Regions from separate parts of the Podarcis muralis genome. Here region 2 is linked to region 1. The links are chromatin contacts, called in public Hi-C maps. All regions are on one chromosome and are shown on one strand. The core of a region is the stretch at or near the end of the contact, and the rest is flanking DNA. Distances in the headings are between cores, read along the strand shown. Region 1 holds the start of RNLS (renalase, FAD dependent amine oxidase). Region 2 holds the start of PTEN (phosphatase and tensin homolog).

Region 1 (3,196 bases), core at 418-2,917:
ATAAATGCCAATCAACTTTATGTTCTATCTCATATACTGTAAGTAAGCCCACGAATTACATGGGGTTAGGTTCTGGGGATCGCACCTAAAGCCAAAATCCGGTATAACCAAACACTCTAGCTGCAATGGTGGGCAGGTTTGCCAAAGTTTTTTTAGCCAGATGCCTGTCCTCTCCCCGCCCCCCTTTTCTTTTTATGAACTTTTATTTTGCCAAGCACATAAAGCTGAATATGCACAAGTTAAATGCATGCAAGTTGAGGGTGTGTACCATATACCAAAAATCCCCCAACAATTCTAATGTATCAATTACTTCAAAAATGATAAAATTGTCCAAAATATAAAATAAAAGGAAAATATTTTCAGAAATTTATCAGCTATAACAAAAACTAATCTGTATAAAGCTGCGCCTCTCTGAGGTCTCTGCCCCAGGCAACTGTCTAGCTGACCTAATTATAGCACTGGCCCTGTCTTCACCCTATGACGAAAACTAGGCTGTACGCACATTGAAATGTACTCCAGATCCACGGCACTCCCACCACTGGTATGTCAAGCTAAGTACACCTAACACTGGCCACAATCCATATGCATTCTGTTACTTTCTTGAGAAATGCTACTGTTTCGATGCACTTTCTCTCAAACCAGCTTCCACCCGATTTGAAAACGTAAGCTGTGGCTGAGCTGACCTGTGTACATTTGAGACACTGCTGCAAACTATGGTTTGCTCATCTCAAAGCAAGAAACATGCTTAATGCAACTGAGCTGTGAACTTTTCTTGGAACGTTTTAATGTATGTTACACTGAGTATTGTGAGTTACAGATAGGTAGCCGTGTTGGTCTGCCATAGTCAAAACAAAAAAAATAGTCAAAATAGATAGGTAGCCGTGTTGGTCTGCCATAGTCAAAACAAAACAAAAACAAAAAAAAAGATATCTGAAGAAGTGTGCATGCACACGAAAGCTCATACCAAGAACTAACTTAGTTGGTCTTTAAGGTGCTACTGGAAGGAATTTTTTTTTGTTTTGAGTATTGTGAAATATTCTTAATATTGAGATGTGTCACTATTACATATGAAGATGCTTCTGTAATTTATATATATATTCTTTTTTTAAAAAATCGCATGCATCTTTCATTATATTTCTTCGTTTCCTTTCCAGTCAGGACAAGGCTGCCCAGGACCCCCACCCATGAGGCAAGGGGAGGCAAGGTGACCTCAGGCGGCAGGATGCACAGCAGCAACAGATCCTATTGTATATTTTCATTCCCCTGCTTGTTCCTGATTTAGATCTTCACTCCCCGCCTTCTTCCCCTGTGGGGAGTGGGGCACTCTTTTGTGGTTTACCCCAGGTGCCAAAATGTCTTGGGCAGGCCCTGCGTCGGTAATTAAGTATGTAATTTGGTTCTGGTGCGCAATCCAACTGAACAGGGAGCGGGGGGTGTTTTTGCACAAAACAGGGTTCCTATGCACGCTTCCCAACTTGGAGAAATTAAGGTCCTTTTCCTGCCTCCTCCACCGAGAAGGCCGCCTCTGAGGAACCTCCGCGCTCGCAGTGGCACCAGGACCGGGGAACAAGCTACCAAGCAGCGGCTGCCTTCTCGAGGAAGCGGCGCGATCTCCCTCTGCCGGCGGCCCGCAGCGAGTCGGCTCCGCCTCCCGGTTGCACAAGCAACCCAGGAAGAGGGAGAGGATCCCACCCCCATCCGCCGGCCGGTCCTGCCATGGCGCGGGTTCTGATTGTGGGCGCGGGGCTGACGGGCAGCCTGTGCGCTGCGCTTTTGCGCAGGGAGCTGCCGCAGCGCCTCCTGCGCATCGTGCTGTGGGACAAGGCGCGCGGCGCAGGTGGGTCTCTCTCGTCTTCGGCCGTAGTAGATCCTGTCGGGTAAAAGAATTTAAAAATAAAAATAAACCGGGCAGGCAGGCTGCGGGATCTGGGAAGGCTGGCAGGAGAATAAACGCGCCCAAGTTCCGCTTCTCTACATGAGCACGCTGCAAAGTGTCCGCCCTAATTCTTTGCACGTTGACTCAGAGGCAAGTCCCGCCGTGTTCCTTGGGACTCGCAGGTAATTTTGCACAGCGTCTGTGGCCGTCCTGCCGCGCCGTCCTAAACTAAAAAAAAAAGTTGAGCGAGTCCCGGCGGTAAATGCGTTAAGCATAGCGCACGCCTTCAGAATACGTCCTCCCATGCAGGGCTTATTTCCGAGGCAGAGTGCATTATGCTCAAGCTTGGATAAAGGTAGATCGGGATCTGCTAATAGATCTGCGGCTGATTTGCCAAGGGAGCGTCAAGGATTTCTTACTCACCGTTGTTTTAATAAAATGACGCAAGCGCTTTCCAAATTAGACCGCAGAAAACTCGAGTTAGCCGGACTCGATTTTTGTGTGGAAGAGCTGTTGTTGTGCTTCAACCCTCTACATCGCTTAGGTATATGTATAGGTTTGTAGAGTCTGTCAGTCAATCAATCATTCAATGAATGCGTGTCCTTTGCACCTAGCTGCAGCTAGTGGATTTGGGGTGGAGGGAAAACACAAGAACCCTGAAGTCTGTTCTCCCCCGATATACACGATGAAAAATCCCATTCCGGACGAAGCTGGGGTTGTTGGGTCTTTATAACTTGGAACCGGATTCCTAAGCAGACAGCTTTAGGCAGCAATCCTATAGATGCACTTATCTGGGATTGAGCTCTTAATTAAGCGCTAGGCAACAAACCATCGCCCCCTGCTCGGAATGACTTGACCATACCCCTGCCGCTTCCCAGTTACTAGGCGCCACTGGCTTATTTTGCCCCACGGAGGAAGCTGATTGGATACGCGCGGCTGTGCTTTAAAAAACTTCTTGTCTCCACGCACGTGATTTTTAAGGGGGAAGAATGGCTACAAGCCGCAGCACTCAGGATCCGAAATGCACGGCAGATCTAGGAGCCCAGTACGTCACTCGGATGCCCGAATATGCCAAAAAGCATCAAGGGTGAGCGGGGGAAATGAATGACAACGGGCTGGGTTTCTCTTTGGGGGAGTGGGGGGGTTCATATGTCAAGGGTGAGACCTGCCAATACTGTTTCAGCAACCCGTGGTTATTGATTACATTGCAATCTACCGCTGAGCACCAATGAATGGAAGATTAAAGGGAATTTGGTAAAGTGACTTTTAAGAAGGAAAGTGACACTGCTAATGAAAGTACCTTAATTTTGCTAATTAGAT
Region 2 (3,196 bases), core at 451-2,950, 230 kb after region 1:
GCAATCATACTTTTAAACATATAAATATGCATTAATCTATGTGGCATTATCATTTAGGAGTCTTATTTTACTAGCTATAATAAAACACAAAAATTACAACTTATGAACAACCCTCAAGAAAAGGAACAACACTAAGTACTGTAAATTGACTCAGTGTGCATTTTCTATACTCCAAAAAGGAGCATTTTCCAGAAGACAAAAGGAATTACAAACTAACCAACCAGATCTTTGTCACTGTAACTGGTAAAGTCTTAAACAGATGAAGCTGCAATCCTAGATTGCACTACACCATGTATCGCATTATACAAAAGACACTGAAAGAAACATGCTAGATAATCGCTGCATAATTCTGATGCAACAGCTGTATGTGCACTACTGCTTTCCACTTGAATTTCATCTCTACCTTTTAGTGCCAGGCCTAGGCCTGAGCCTGCCAGATTCTAGCTGCTGCAAATCAGCGAGGGGGGAGGGGAGCCGAGGCAGGGGGGAATCACAGCAGCTTTTTGGGAAGAATTGCCTAAGGGGGAGAGAGAAAGCGATGAGGGACAGGGGGACACAGGTCTCCCTTTGACTGAGGGTGGGGGTGGGGAGTACAGGGAGGGTGGGGGGAATTTAAGACATATGGGTTCCACCTCCCCTAAGGAAGAAGAAAAAATGAAAAGCGTCCCCGGCCCAGCCAGGCCAGGCCTGCACAAAATTTGGGATACAGGTCAGGTCTAAATCGAAGCCATCCTCCTGGTATCGCCTTTTGTTCCTGCTGACGATCTCTTTGATGATGGCGGTCATGTCTGGGAGCCGGGAGCCGCTCAGGAACAGCGCGGATAGGCACGGCGGCGGCTGCAGGGCGCAGATGGCTCGGAGCCTCGGCGGAGGAGGCTGTTCCCCCACCTCTCCCCGCCGCCGGTGATGAAGAGGGCGGCCGCGGCGGCGGCTGGAAAGCGATGCTGCTGCTGCTGCTGCTGCTCCTTCTTCGGGCGCTGCGAGGACGGCGGCACCGCGGACAGGGCCCGCTGCTGCTGGTTGCGGCGGCAATTCAGGCGAAGGCCCCGCAGCAGCACAAGGGCCCTGGCCAGAAGGCGGCGGCGGCTGCTGCTGCTGCAAGGAAAGTCCTCCTGCCGCTGCTGCAGCTCCCGCCACTGGCGCGGCTCCCCTCAGCTCAGGCAGGCTATACCTTGAGCGCGGCGGCGGCGGGGGAGAAATGGGGCCCCGAGTCTCCTTAGCGCTGCTGCTGCCTGGCGAGAAAGAGGAACCGCCGCCGCCGCCGCCGCGCTCCCTTTCCCTCTCGCTCGAACGGCGGCGCTCCAGCACAAACGGTGACAGCAGCTCCGCGGCCGCGGAGGGGCTCTGGGCCCCCGGCTGGCTTCCTTCTCTCCGCGCCCCCCGCCGAGCACCGCACCCCGCGTGAACCGGGGCCGGGCGGGCGGGCAGGCGAGCAGGCTGAGGCTTTTCCACTGAAGGCGGCCGGCTTGAAAGTTTCGGTGCTCCTTTGGCTCGCACCTCCGGTGGTTGGGGGGGGGAGGGCAGCAGGCGGGGAAAGGGGGGAAGGAAAGGGAGGGGGAGGCAGCTGGGCCTGGAGGGAGGGAGGGAGGGAAGCGGAGAGGGAAAGAGCAAGCTCAGGTCCTGAGGGGCGCGCGGGGCTGGAGGCTGCCCCGTGTCATTTTCCTTTTCTCTGCTGCCGCCGACGTTATAGTTCCTTCTCCCTCAGTCCATCGGGGCGAGCGCGCTCCCTCGTCGCCTCAGCGCCAGATCTCTGTCACCGCGAGCGAGCGAGCGCCACCCCCCCTCCCTCACACCGCCGCTCCCGCGTCGTCGTCGTCGCCGCTGCTGCTGCTGCCGTCTCCGCCGCGCGCCCGGCTTCCACGAGCGTCACTGCCGTCAGTTCGTCCGACCGTTCCCCGGCCGTTGGGCTGTGGCTCCCGAGCCCCAGCGCCAACCGCCTGAGCTTCAAACTGCCATCATGGCTGCAGTTTCCGAGAGGAGGGGGGTGGAGGAGGAGGAGGAGAATGAGGGAAGGGAAGCAGGGAGGGGGGAAGGGAGAAGAGGGAACGGCAGCGAGAGAGGGAGAAAGAAGCGGGTGGGGGGGGAGACTCAGAGAGAGAGAGAGAGAAAGAGAGAATCGGAGCTACGGCACCACTCCTCGCTTAGGTCCTTCCGCCGTTGCTGCCGCCGCGTACGAAAAAATTAGTTCTCCACCGCCACATCACCGCCTCCTCGGCTCCAGCAGGCTCGCTGCGCGCTCTGGCCAAGTAGCAACCCCCTCCCCCTACCGCCGCCGCCGTCCGGGTTCCTTATAGCGCCTAACGAGAGGAGGCTTGGCTCTTCTCACACGGAAGGGTCTGGCCGAGACATAACCGATCAAAAGGGGGGGGGGGGAGGAACAGGGAGAGCGCGCGCGCACACACACACACGTACTGAGTGGCGGAAGGATACAATAGACTATTGCCTCATTTCAATGACGGGCTAATTCCCTGCGGAGTCACGTGACGAGCGCTAGGAGCGGGGGGACTTCCCGCTTCCCTATCTTCCTAACCACCGCTGCTGCCAGCTTCGACCGCGCTCCTGTGCAGCGACGGGGCTCCCCCCCCCCCCACTTAAGTGGTCAGGTTTTTTGTACTTTAGTAACAGGGACTGGAGATATTAGGCGTTGGCCGTTGCAAATCTTGTCGCTGAAGTCCGGGCCGTTTGCAAATATGGTAGCCAGTGACGGGGGGGGGGGGGTAGCCTGACCTCGCCTGCTCTTGCGCTTTTTGCAGCAGTTTGGTTTTTGTAGAAATCGGCAGGTGCAAGTTTGCAACGGTTATCGCCTGATAACGTCTGCAGATACGTGCGTGTGTGTGCTTTAATGTTGGTAAAATTAACAGATTGGGCCTTGGAAATCTGGTTCCTTCAGCAGCATTATTCGATAGAAAGCGGTGGGCGAAATGGGTGGCTGCGTCGTCCTTTCAGCCGGGGCTCGTTATGTGAGCGTTGGATCCTTACAATGTGGCTCTTAGCCTCCTGCGTGGTGCTGGATCTTTAAAAAATAAAAGTGTTCTTTCTCAGTCCTGTAGACACCTGTAAACTTTTAACAGGGAAGGGTTGCCTTTCGTGGCTTTGCGTGCCTAGTTGCTGATGTCACTCGGCGCTCAAAAAACTGACAGCAAAGTCACAAGTGGCTGCAGGAAAAGAGGAGACAGGCCAGGCGAGTCGGGGCGAT

The links. Hi-C and Micro-C count contacts between places; a contact is called where the count stands out from the background.
Region 2: a Hi-C map of tail shows a contact between it and region 1, with 3 times the contacts expected there. The contact joins the promoter of PTEN here to the promoter of RNLS in region 1. A contact is called at or near these places in 2 of 3 Hi-C or Micro-C datasets (blood and tail).

What each region holds. Positions count from the first base shown.
Region 1 is chr6:65,227,227-65,230,422 of rPodMur119.hap1.1, forward strand. RNLS (renalase, FAD dependent amine oxidase) reads left to right here and starts at 1,668. Exons shown (of 7, transcript XM_028729682.2): 1 at 1,668-1,837; 2 at 2,858-2,963. The coding sequence starts at 1,717.
Region 2 is chr6:65,461,862-65,465,057 of rPodMur119.hap1.1, forward strand. PTEN (phosphatase and tensin homolog) reads right to left here and starts at 1,701. Exons shown (of 9, transcript XM_028729680.2): 1 at 708-1,701. The coding sequence starts at 786.